Linked DNA regions of Mus musculus: regions 1 and 2 are each linked to region 3. The links are chromatin contacts, called in public Hi-C and Micro-C maps. All regions are on one chromosome and are shown on one strand. The core of a region is the stretch at or near the end of the contact, and the rest is flanking DNA. Distances in the headings are between cores, read along the strand shown.

Region 1 (4,317 bases), core at 337-2,836, 230 kb before region 3:
ATTGTGATACTGAGGAAGCCTCCTGGAGGCCAGCAAGTACGCACCACACTTAGCCATTTGTCCCAGTTCCTTCTGTAGCAGACAGTGGTTAAATAGCCCAGCGCATCAGCCCTAGATTGAGAGACATACCAGTACCCAACCCCACCCGACTAATTCCAGCAACTGAAAAATTATGAAAAACACCCCGTAGTACAGAAACTTACATTTTTAACAACAACAAAACCAAAAGGATATCGACTTAGAAATGTCCTTATTTGAGTGTACCTACAACCTTGTTTGTAAAGCCGCAATGAGTGGGAGTCTTGGAAAAGACCACAATTAAGACAATCACTAAATAACATGGTATACTTACACTAGGATCACTGCAGTGTTAGTCACCGTTGTTACTGTGCAACGCACACAACACATTGCTACACATACTTGATTCAGAATTGAGTACTGTGAAAATATTTTTAAGAAAGGCCAACATAATAATGTTTTATTGATCTAGGAACTCTGGCACTGAAAGCGTGAACAACCCAAGGTAACGATGTCGTCACCAAGGGACAAGCATAGAGCCCAAATCCCTTGACTCCTAGGCTGATGTTTTCCACTAATTGTGTTCCTTTCTACTCATACGAGAGCTTCAAGTGTGAAGGGCTGGGGAAGGCAGAAGACCTATTATGAGCCAAATCGAGGTGGGGGGTGCTCTGAAGGTCTTCAGCAGTCGCCGTTGACACTCTTCTTTGTTTTGGCTGAGCAAGATGAAAGCGGCAACCACAGACCCCAGGGACCAAGAACTGGAACTAGGTACCGCCTGTTGTGGTAACTCTCTTTTCTTCAGTCGGGGCCTGCCCTTTCTCATCTCTTCCTTCTAGTCAAGCTCTAACGCTCTCCCTCCGACTCCATCGGTCCCTATCTTCCCTCCTTCACCCCCTTTGCACACAACTGCTTTGTATTTTCGTTGAACGGGGACCTCCTGGTGCTCCCTCCAGCTTTAGCAGGGATTCCAGGAGCCTGGTGGTGTTCTCTAGAGCCATGGGCTAGTTAGCATTGTAACACGCGATTCAGTTGAGAAACTACGGTGGGAGCCAGGGCAAACGCGCGTGTCGAGTGGGCGTTGGGGTTCCTCAGGACAAAGCACAATTAGACAATGAGGACCTTGCCTCCCTCCCGGACGCCTAACACAGCTTCCCTCGGGCACCCACGGAGCGTGCGTGTTTACACTTCTCTACACCCGGCGGCGGATCCGGGGGGCATTCCAAACCGTTACTCCGCCCGCTGGGGTGGGACCAGCCCAACGGCTGAGACTGCGCTCTGGGCGGACTACAAATCCCAGAAGGCCTCGCGCCGCAGGGGGGCGGGCGGCGGCTTACCTGCCTGCCGCGCTTCCCTTTGGTTCCTATTGCTTTCTCACTGCGAGAAGTATCATTCCTACAGCTGAGGGCTGCCTCTGGGGAGAACTAGCAGCCTCGACACCAAAACCCTCGTGTTCCCCCTCTTCCCGCCTCAGTCCTGGCTATGTCTGACTCCTTCGCCGGAGTCGGGTGCTACGGCTAGGGAGGGAAGCCCGTGAGAGCAGTTCGGGCGCACTTCCGCCTCTGCGCTCCGGAAGGTAGGGCGCAGGCGCTTACTGCGACTCCGGAGCGACTGACTTCCGTTCCCACTGTGCCCCGCGAGCCGAATCATGGATCACACTGGTAAGGAGGCGGAGGCAGCGGGGGTCCTAGTTTCTTGCCCCCGTGGCTCGTGTGGGACTGGTCGCCCAGCAGGCACAAGGGGCTATGCTCGCCCCACTGCGCCGGGACGTGGCGGAGAGGAAGCAAGCTCAGACCCGGTCCCGGGCTGAGTCTGCTGCTTCCCGGCCTACCCTCCGGAGCGGTGCCTCCATCCTGGAGACCGGCAGCACGGCTCCTTTGGTGCCGCTGAGCTCGTTTCGGGACCCTCCTCCGCGCAGACTTGTTGGAAAGGGAGGGTCCCAGTTTTGTTTTTGTTTTTGTTCTCATTCCGGTTGCTTTGCACTTTTGCTGGGGAAATAGGCGGGCGTTTTCCACTCTCGGAATTGGAGAAGCGTCCGGACTCTGGGCGAGAGTGGGTTGGAGACTTCCTGCTGCCTCTCGGCTTCGGGCGGCTGCTGCAGTGGTCACCGCCTGTGGTTATTGTCTTGTTGGCTTTTCGCGGACTAGTGGTTAGAGAAGAGAGTCGGATATAGTTTTCGAAGTTATAAGCGGAGCATCTTTTCTACCGGAACTCAAAGCATGCCCGGTCCTTCGGCCGTGGTCCTTTCGCATCTTTTGGGGACATCGCATATTACGAGTAGCTTCAAACCTCATTTCTGCTGGCTTCGTTTTCTTGGTTTTAGTTTTAGCACTTGGCTTTGAGTGCTTCAGACAGTTTTATCGCCAAGCAGGAGGAAAGGCTTTTTCTTTAGGAATTGACTGAGTGCGCCCAGTCTTCAAACACTAAGTTATATAATTGCATGCAGATACTTGTAGGCTTGGAGATAGAATGGTGGAATGGTAAACAATAAGACTACGTTCTTGTCTTCGAGTTTTCATTCTGTCAAAGGAGACAAGCAGATTGGTTTCTTCTTTAACAGCTGTTTACAATTTGTGGTGAGAACTTTTAGAAACAGGTGCTTGCCGGGCAGTGGTGGCGCACGCCTTTGATCTCAGCACTTGGGAGGCAGAGGCAGGCGAATTTCTAAGTTTGAGGCAAGCCTGGTCTACAGAGTGAGTTCCAGGACAGCCAGGACTACACAGAGAAACCCTGTCTCGAAAAACCAAAAAAAAAAAAAAAAGAAAAGAAAAGAAAAGAGAGAGAAATGAATGCCCATGGAGTAGGAAGTTTCAGAGTGCCAGGGAAAGGTGTTTTTGGAATGGTAGGAAGGTATAGAGAGGACCAAATGTCGGTAGACTAGTTAGCTTTAAGTTGAGAAGGAGAACACAAATTACCTTTTTCAGGACTTTGAAAATCATGATAAAGGGTTTAAGTGGCTATGAAGCAACAATTTTGACTCTTCTATGGAGAATGGTGTAGGAGAGGAACAACAGAAGTAAGTATAAATCATCTATGGGTGGTTGCAGTGCCACAGAGGGAGGCTCAGTTTAGTTGAATCGAAGCTCAGTGGTAGAGCAACTTAACCAGCTAGCACGGGTCCCCAGCAACGCCGTAGGGAGAATGGGAGCAGGACAGAGAGAGTAGGCAGGGGGAGTGGGAGCAGGACATAGAGTAGGCAGTTGCCACAAATATTTTGGTGGAGAATCCAGCAGCTGCTAATAGGTTGGTTTGTGGAAGTATGTGAGAGAAATGAAAAAAACCTGAGTTTCCCAGTAGAGTGTCTTGATACTGCATGGGTAAAAGTATTACCCTAGTTTCTAAGTTATTAGCCAAAGATTGCCTGGGGAAATAAAAATTATTCTAACATGAAAATAATCACTACTGACCTAGCTAAGGTTAAAAAATGAGTTTCAGGGCCCGGTGGTGGTGGCGCACGCCTTTAATCCCAGCACTTGGGAGGCAGAGGCAGGCAAATTTCTGAGTTCAAGGCCAGCCTGGTCTACAAAGTGAGTTCCAGGACAGCCAGGGCTATACAGAGAAACCCTGTCTCGAAAAACAAAAAACAACAAAAAAGTGTTTCCAGACAGCTCTCCTTTCTGTTTAATGTTAGCTTTTCTAGATTTTAAATCAGTTATGACAAAGTCTCCTAGTGCTTCAGTTTTTTTGTTTTTTTTTTTTTTGGTTTTTTGAGACAGGGTTTCTCTGCGTAGCCCTGGCTGTCCTGGAACTGACTTTGTAGACCAGGCTGGCCTTGAACTCAGAAATTTGCCTGCCTCTGCCTCCCAAGTGCTGGGATTAAAGGCGTGCGCCACTACGCCCGGCGTGCTTCAGTTTTAATTGCTGCACATTTTGAGAAGAAAAATATGAAATTAAGCCAAAGACTCAAACTTTCACAAAATAAATACAAATTTGAATCATAGAGCCTTTGGCAAACCAAGAAATGGTAGTTAGCTAGTTAATTGACAATTTTCTGACTGAGTAGACTTCTCAAAATAATGATTTTTAATGTCAAAGGATCAAGAGGTCTTGTAAATGGGAGTATTGAAGTAGAATTCTGCCAGAAAAAAAAAATTTAGAATTTTTTTAAATGGCAAACACGTATTGCTTTCTTTAGTGTTTCTCTAGATTGCAGCAGTGTCAGCGGTGAGCTCAGGGCCCTCGGGGGTGGAGAGAAGCAGCAGAAAGGTGATGGCACCCTTGCAGCTCCTTTCAGGCCAGCTCTGTCCCATGCTCTTACCTCACGGGCACCCAGGCCAATAAAGACCCTGCAAACACTTG
Region 2 (4,145 bases), core at 494-2,993, 240 kb after region 3:
AAAACTAACTCCATGGATTACAGTTTTATAGGTGCTAACAACATAGCTTTAATACTTCTCCTGAAAGAGGCTAAACATGGGAAATGTAGGCCCTCACATAAGCAAGCATTTCTTGATATACACACAGCTCTGGATGTTTATAAGTTATGTTTGCTCCTGGCATCAAGCAAATAGTTCTGAGTCCCAGGTCAGCCATTTATCATCAGCCCCTTCCTCGGTTTCCTTTCCCTTTCCCTTTCCCTTTCCCTTTCCCTTTCCCTTTCCCTTTCCCTTTCCCTTTCCCTTTCCCTTTCCCTTTCCCTTTCCCTTTTCCCTTTTCCCTTTCCCCTTCCCCTTCCCCTTCCCCTTCCCCTTCCCCTTCCCCTTCCTTCCTTCCTTCCTTCCTTCCTTCCTTCCTTCCTTCCTTCCTTTCTTTTTGTCTTTATTTTTTTGAGACAGAGTATCCCAAGCTAGTCTCAAATTCATTATGTAGGCAAGGATGAAAATCTAGTCCTCCTGCTTCCACAGAGATTATGTAATGCCAGGGATGGAAACCAGATATTTGTGTATTCTAGGTAAGCATTCCACCAATGTCAATAGATCCCCAGCTTCCTTTTCCCTCCTCAAATTTATGTTTGAGATGCTGGGGTAATATTATCACCAGAGTAATAGGATTTCCAAAAGTATGAGAGTTCCTGGTTCTGTGTGCACCAGATAAGCTCTAGCCATTGAAATGAGCTATGCCTTTGTGTTGATTTTAATCTTTCACCTAGTTAAATCCCTCTATAATAAATAAAAGTAGACAAGTGAACACTATCTTACATAAAATGTAAGATCATATTTCACTTAGTATTGAAAGTAAAGTGCTTCAAGAAGTTAAAGTATCAAATCAATGTTTGCCATATAGGTTGTTTTTGGTCACTGTCGGAATTTTTTTATTGGCTATTTTATTTATTTACATTTCAAATGTTATCCCCTTTCCCAATCCCCCCCCCCAGAAACCCTCTATCCCATTCCCCCTCCTCCTGCTTCTGTGAGTGTATGCCCCCACCTACCCTCCCACTCTTGCCTTCCTGCCCTTGCATTCCCCTACACTGGGGCATGGAGTTTTCACCTTCACTGGACCAAGGCCCTCTTCTCCCATTGATGCCCTAAAAGACCACCCTCAGCTACATATACAGCTGGAGCCATGGATCCCTCCATGTGTACTCCTTGATTGGTGGTTTAGATTCTGGGAGCTATGATTGGTTATTGTTGTTCTTCCTGTGGGGTTGCAAACCCCTTCAGGTCTTTCAGTCTTTTCTCTAACACTTCCATTGGGGACCCTGTGATCAGTTTAATGGTTGGCTGTGAGCATCCGTCTCTATATGTCAGGCTCTGGCAGAGCCTCTCAGGAGACAGCTCTACCTGTGTTTGAGCTCTTGCTCCTTGTCATCAATTACTAATGATTCAAATAAATATTGGGTAATGAGACAAAAGAGAGATACATTGATGAAAGAATGAATGAAAGGAAGAAGAAAGAACAGGAGGGAAAGAGGAGAGAGGTAATTAGTTTGATTAATCTAACATCTTACTTCTGGGAACATATTTCTGTCATAGTTGTCTGTTGTTTTCTGTTAGCACACTTTGCAGTACAAGCTGGGAGTCTGTGTACTTGCATCAGCTGCACATTGTTTAATTGTCGTTGCAAAGCCTTTGCATGGTGCTGACATTTTTATGATCAAGTTAGTGATCTCAGCCATCTGGCTCTAATTTCTAGAACGCCCCGAGCTTTGTGCTTAGTTACACGATGGGTCATATGACATTTAAGTTTTGCTTTCTTTCCTTTTGACAAGTGCTCACAGAAGGATTGTCTAAACACTTTGCAGCGGAGGTTACTTGTGAGCTGACAAAACCCAAAGTCAGCTGGGCCAAGATCAAACACCGACAAGAGTTCTTATGATTTTGGAACACGTTAGAGGCTGTGTTTGTTTGAAAGCTGCTTCTACACACAGATGAGTGACACACACTTTAAGGTAATGATTTACACACTGACCTCTGACTTACCTAAATATCAAGACTTTCCATTTTAATTCATCTTGACTTTATGATTAGCTTGGCGTTGTTAAGAAAGACACAAAAATCTATCATTTTTATTATTCCTTGAAAGCAAATCTAATATGCTACAAAACCTATCACTACCTACTACACTGGGCCCAATCATTTTTCATTTTTATGTTAAAAAGCCAGCAGGGTTAAACATAAAAATAAGAAATAATTAAAAATCAATTAATCTACTTAGAAACATATTTTAAAATTATTCACTGCTATAGTTTATAGGGATAAGACATCTGAATATATAAGTTTAAAAGATTTTTCAACTCATGTTTAATAAATAGCATTTTGTTAACATAGGACTATAATGAATATTTATGAGATAGATATTGGTCAAAGAGATGCTTCTTTATAATGAAGGAATAAATATAAATTTCAGTTAATGCCAACATTTGAAAAATTCTAATTTTGCTTTAAAAACATATTCATAGTATAGTGCTGAGTCAAATACACACTATATAAAACGTTATATCATTTCATCTTCAGCTTATTCAAGAAATTTGGAAAACTATTTCAGGAAATGGGAGTGCATGAGCTTATAATGGTACTTTGTGTATTTTTAAATTGGATGATATTTTATCTTTAACATCGGAGAATCAAATTCATTCCCAGTTTGGAAACCTTCAGTGCTGATTATTTTGAATGAAAACCACTACATGTCTGCCCTGTGTTCAACATGGAGTCGTCTGGAGTCTCCAGTGCCTTATTCACCTGCTTATTTCTTTTTATAGATCAATACACAATATTAATCCCTCTGAGTGAAATATCACATATTACCTATGTATATAACTCTAATTTGGCCCATTAACTATTTTTATTTTAAGCTTATCATGTTTTCATCTTGACAATGTGCAAATAATTGGAGTTTGTTGTGGATTTGGTTTATTGCTTGTATTACGTTGAGTTCTCAAAATTAAATGGGAATTCACATGTCTGTATGTAGGATGCTGCAGGTCCCTGCCCCCACTTGGCTTTGATTGGTAAATAAAGCTTCCAGTGGTCAATGGTTGGGCACGGAAACAGAGGCAGGACTTTTAGGATTTGGGCAAGCAACACAGGATAGGGAGAAGGTGCCATGATGAGGAAGGTCCAGGCCTGAGAGGTGTAGGATAGTGAGACTGCCAACATGCAAGTCAGGGACTGTGGCCCAGGATGGCTGCAGGCCTGGGCCTCGGGTAGCCAAGATGGAATATAGATTTTAGTAAGCAATAATTCAGGAATATTGGAGGGGAGAGTGTGTTAGCTGTGGAGATGTTCAGAAGTGTCTAGCCATTGAGCTGTTTAAGGCATATTAAAAATAAGGCCAAGTGTGTGTGTCCCTCATTTGAGAACCCAGAGCATTGGGGGCAGGTAGCAAGGAACGCACTCAGATGCTGCAGGGAGGTAGAACAGATAAATCAACTACAGGAGGTTTTGTATACTTTTGAGGTAGTAACAACAGAATCAATCCAAGATGTCATTTTAGATAAAGGAGATATCATATGTACTAAACAGAATATCATAGCTAAAGTATACCAGCATCAGTGACAATTGATACTCCTCTTACTAAATTATTACTGGGTGCTGTTAGTTTAAAAGACCCGAACAAAATGATGTCTGGATAAAAATAGCTTACCTTTTGCCCTTAGCCTGTTTATGGGAGAACTAGCTGGAAGAAAAGGACCATGACCACTCAGTACTATCTGGTCCAGGGTTTGTTTAACTAAGAACTAACACAAATAAGTAATGACTAAACCCAAACAAAAATAGCAGACCCCTATTCTGCTAACATTTTTTTTTACAGCATTAAGAAAATTACTTCCTGAAGCTTGCTGCCAGCCTTGTACAAACCCTTCCCTTCCAGACTTACAGCTCAATTCCCATGCCTAGTGTTTAACAAGAGTAGGCTAGGCTGTTCTTGGTGCTTGTCTTTATCTAGAAAGAATGAATAAATCTTTTGCCATACTGGTGAAAATATTTGCTTCCCATGACTCTGGACTAAGTTTCTATCTAACAATTTTGGTGTCCTATATCACTACCCCACCTCTCTGGAGCCCACGGTCAGTGCCAGGGATTGATAAGGACAATGGTAA
Region 3 (4,399 bases), core at 1,717-4,216:
ATACTGATTATTTTTACATCTAAAAATGATGTTAAGCATGAAATAGCTACAGACCAATGCACATCTTATAATCAGAATTTAGTCAGAGATAATACAATGCCAATATAGACTGTACTTTAACATTTGCATCTATTTAATTAACTTCTCACCAAAAGATGGGGGATGGGGCAGGACCCCTGGGGCAGTCAGGGCTGGGGTACAAAGGGATCAGGAACTACAGTACCATGTTTTCATTCTCTACTCCTCAGTGTTTCACAGAGAGGGGAGATCCTGAGATCTCAGACAAGCATTCTACAGTGTCACAGCTAATCATACAAACAGGGGAGTCTGGCGCTCCTTGCTTTTAAGTGAAGTTTTCACTGTGGACGAAGCTGATTTCAGGATCTGGTGACTCACGGACAGAGAGCACTCTGACCTCTGAAGTAAATGTTAGCAAGACATTTTAGGAGAAATGAAAATGCTAACATTAGAAAAGGTAACATGAATTGCCTTCATTAACTTGTAGTCAAGGAAACTTGTTCTGAAGAACAATTACCAGAACTACAAAAAAAAAAAAAGTTTAATTATAGCCTCCCTCTAATCAGGAGGAAGCAGTCTAGACAGCTCTGGATAAACCTGGAAGCAAAGGAGTGGAATCCACTTGGCCATGTTGTGACGCCATTATATTACATGTGCAAAGCCCAGGTCACCCACAGACTAACACCTGTTACTGTCAGAGGCCCCATTCCATTTCCAGCCTCTTTTTATTTTTCCCCGGAGAGTGAGGTAGGGGTGGTGGGAGGACGGTGGTGGAGATAAAACTCACATTAGCTCTTATCTAAACATGGCCAATGAAATCTAAAACCTGAGACCACTTTTAGAAGCATATGCCCCTCATTAATTTCATTTCCGTCTTCCACTATGATGATGCCATGACAACCAGGGCATTTTTCAGTAAGGAAGTATGTCTGATCCTGACTGAATCACCTCGAAAAGACTTCAGCGCTTGGGGCGTCCTTATACTCAAGCCAAAGATGGAAACCCAACACCAACAATGCAAGAAGAGAACTGAACCATCTACAATACACAATTTCAAAAGGGTTTGATCAAACAGTATAAATAACAACAGAATAAAATACAGGGGACCGTACAGGGCACAGGACAGAGGCTAAGCTCATCTGCAGCCCCGGGCTTCTCCTACTGATGGTGGTGTTAGGTGGCAGGAAATGTTTGGCGGGTGCGACTGTGCAAATGGAGATTGGGACTGAGCTACTGGCTTCATCCCGGGGCTCCTCTGCTGGTTGTACTTCCTATCTGGATTGACAGCAGGATGTGGAGTCTCCTGGGCAAGCCCCTTTGATCGGCCAGGAGGAGGATGCAGCCCACAATGCATTCTCTAGACTCGTGTCTTACCTGCAGGTGGCTAACAATACAGTAGGGCTCTGGTTTGTGCAGTCCACATGTCGAAGTCACGGAGAGCTTTTGCGCTCGGCCGATGAGAAGGTCGCCAGTGGCAGGGTAGCAGCTGCCTTCTGCGCAGCCATAGCTGAACTCCGGTTCCTGAGCGCACACTCGGGTGCCCCATAGGGCTACAGAAAAGAAAAGCAACAAGGTTAGGAAGAAAGAAAAAAAAAAAAAGCAACCGACAAGCCAGGGCAAAAGAAAACAGCAGGAGGGGCAGACAGAGAGGATTAAAAAGAAAGGAGACTACATAGAAAAAACACGGTGGAGAGATAGGCGCAGAAAAGGCCTGGAAAGCTGGGACAAGGAAAAGACAGAAGGATGAAAGAAAAAAAAAAGACTCAGAATCGTCATTAGGTTTGACTAGCAGTCAGCTGAGCGCAGCACCCAGAAAATACAACTGACTTTTTTGTCTACTCTGATCTACCCCTCTATGAAAGGTGGACAGAGTGATCCGGTCACTTCGAAGTGCCTGGACCAGGGCGCAGTGAGGTTGACCCTGCCAAGCGCTGCACACCCGCTAATGAAAACCCGCGTGCACATGGCAGTGCGCGCATCCTCGGTGTGAGTGTGGTTAGTCTGGGGGCGGGGGGGGGGCACAAAAATATGTCCGCGTGCACGCGCCAGGGTCACCGGCGATTGCGCCGGGTGAGGCACCGCGTTTGCCACAGAAGCCCTGAGCTAGAGACGACTGGTGTGTCTCTGTAGTGGCTTCAACGCTTCGCCATTCCAGCAAAGCACCCGGCCCAACTGTTCATGGTGCCACCCCGAGACAAACAAGGATGGTTAATTAAAGCCACATGGCTCCAATCTGTTCCCAAGTCGAAGCCTGCTCTGGGCCCCGACACTTTTGTGCGTAATTGGTTTTTCCAGGACCCTCCGCAGTCTGCCCAGCCACAGCAGGGAGCCTGCCTTCCGCAGTGGGGAAACAGCGTTTAACTGGTAAAAGGTGCAAAGCCCTGGAGCGATCACCTCGGAAACCTGCAGGAGCGCGAGCTCTGTGCGCAGAACCCAGTGGATGCGGGTCCGCGGAGCTCCGCGTGCGCGGTCCCTGGCCACCACCGAAGCGAGAGCGGTGGCGATCTCACGGCGTCATTTCCAACCACTCTCTCTCCCCCGATCCCCCAAAACTGCCTTCAAAGCGGGGGCAAACCGGTTTGGGGGTTTTCTTCCCTAATGCCGGAGCACACCCCTCCCCCCAACCCTTACTGAGTTACCTAGGACACCAAAGGCGAACACCTGGAGCAGCCCCATGTCCAGTCCTCGCAGACGAGGGGACGCGGCACGGGAAGGAGGACGCAGCAGGCAAGCTGCCTGTCTTTTCTTCGGGTCTTCCTTTCTGGAGAGGTAGCGGGGAGAAAAGGCAAATGTTGGGAGAGAGGAGAGGGGCCCTTCCATTTCCTGCCGCTCCCACGGAAGCGGGGGCTGGGCCCAGGAAGGGGGTCAAGTCGCTTAACTACTTTGTTCTCCTCACCCGGCTGGGCGAGCGCTCAACCCGCTCCTGGCAGCCCACCGGCCCAAAGAAGGGAATTAGAAAGTTTCGCCTAGGGAGGAACCGAGGGAGGCGTCTCTGCTCATGCGCACATGGAGAGCGGGGGCGGAGGGGGCGGAGGACAGCAAGTTGGCTAGGGGTGGGGGTTGAGGTCCAGGTCCCACCTCCCCAGGCGCCTCTTTTGTTTTAAGGCAGCGTCTGCTGAAGCTGTAGGGCATTGGTACTTGAGTTCCCAGCGTGGGCTGGCGGGTCCGTTTCTGGGCGCGCTTCCCAAGTGGAGCAAGCTGGGGAGGGATGCGTCGGGGCTGGTCCCGGAGGTAGGTGTGTAGATCGGCCGGCAAAGGGGGCCGGTAGGACCTACCGCGGACTTATACATTTACGTTTATAAGAAGTGAGTCACGAAATGTGCCCAAGGCTAGGAACTCTGGCAACTAGCGCTAGAGGGAGGTGAGCTAGGTTAAGCCCTTAGAAAAAGGGTCAACCTGTCTGGCTCTTAGGAACTTGAGCTCCTATAAGCATCCTTACACCACGACTCAGGATCAAAGAGCTAGAGCTTTGCGTGGGTGGGTGCTACATGTGTGGTGTCTTCCTATTTCATAGGAAGGACACCAGTGGCTGCACATTCTTTGCGCACGAATTTATTCGGGACGTACCTATAATCTCTGGTACCCAGGGGGTTATAGCTCTGAATTCTCTTCTGTTAAAATATACACAAAATAACCTGTGTTACCTGATCCCGGGTAATTTCTTGAATTCCTTTTCCCACTTCACGGTGGAAGGGTTGACACAGCCAGGAAGTTGGAGATTTTTGATGAGACACCCTTCTCCACACTACAAACAGAATCCTGCAACCACCTTAAGCACGCAGGGAGGGGAAATGGGGGGGTGCTCTAAGGAAGCCTCTCATAGCGCTTCAAGGTTAAGTGGGGGTAAACAGAAGGTCTCTGTCACTGGGGAAACCTTAGAAAGGAAAAAGAGCTTGGGGACCACAGACCCCAAACCTTTGTAAGAGCCCAACTTGTCTGCCTTAAGTGTTCCTTAGTCTGACCCTGGAATGAGGGAGCTTAAGTCAGCTGTTAGACTAGTCAGGTGTGATTGCTTTCCAGCCATCACAAGGAGAAGGGATTAAGCGGCTGATTGGTCAGTTTTTAACTCAGCTGAAACGAAATTGGGCCTAGGGAAGTTTATAATCATTAGACCATAGAGTTCGCTGTTCTTGGAGTTTAGAAACCTGTGTTAATTATTCTCCAAATCAGCCCTTGCCCCGATGCAGTTTCTCCAGTATTTGGCCCCGCAGATGCTTGGGATTCCCAACGGCTGGCTGCACAGCCTGCAGGGATTGAGAGTACCCTACAGTCGAAAGGGTTTCATTCTGCAATGGGTGTCTAATAATATAATGCCAACCTATGCTCCTTGCTCAACCTTTAGGGCCATGAACTAAAGTTTTATATTGGTTTACATCTACCC

Evidence for each region. Hi-C and Micro-C count contacts between places; a contact is called where the count stands out from the background.
Region 1: a Micro-C map of embryonic stem cells shows a contact between it and region 3, with 4 times the contacts expected there. The contact joins the promoter of Cbll1 here to the promoter of Lamb1 in region 3. A contact is called at or near these places in 1 of 39 promoter capture datasets (hippocampal neurons), 3 of 484 Hi-C or Micro-C datasets (Sertoli cells, embryonic stem cells and myocytes), 1 of 115 datasets of contacts at active chromatin or transcription factors (extraembryonic endoderm stem cells) and 2 of 9 other capture datasets (adipose tissue and liver).
Region 2: a Hi-C map of uterus shows a contact between it and region 3. The contact joins the enhancer-like site here to the promoter of Lamb1 in region 3. A contact is called at or near these places in 6 of 39 promoter capture datasets (the 3T3-L1 cell line, 3T3-L1-derived adipocytes, the C10 cell line and 2 more) and 1 of 484 Hi-C or Micro-C datasets (uterus).

Annotation. Positions count from the first base shown.
Region 1 is chr12:31,496,885-31,501,201 of GRCm38.p6, reverse strand. It overlaps Cbll1 (Casitas B-lineage lymphoma-like 1), which reads left to right and starts at 1,586. Exons shown (of 6, transcript NM_001253847.1): 1 at 1,586-1,679. The coding sequence starts at 1,667. Gm40362 (a long non-coding RNA gene) reads right to left here and starts at 1,582. Exons shown (of 2, transcript XR_872643.3): 1 at 1,356-1,582.
Region 2 is chr12:31,024,284-31,028,428 of GRCm38.p6, reverse strand. No RefSeq gene overlaps it. Among named protein-coding and RNA genes, the nearest start is that of Gm25408, 31 kb to the left of the region's middle. Within about 2 kb of position 1,743, at least 14 of the 459 cell types and tissues checked have an H3K27ac peak or open chromatin away from gene starts, as enhancers often do. A contact at or near this core is called in uterus, where this site is marked.
Region 3 is chr12:31,263,860-31,268,258 of GRCm38.p6, reverse strand. It overlaps Lamb1 (laminin B1), which reads right to left and starts at 2,966. Exons shown (of 33, transcript NM_008482.3): 1 at 2,658-2,966; 2 at 1,393-1,568. The coding sequence starts at 2,694. Gm32899 (a long non-coding RNA gene) reads left to right here and starts at 3,167. Exons shown (of 2, transcript XR_381427.4): 1 at 3,167-3,249.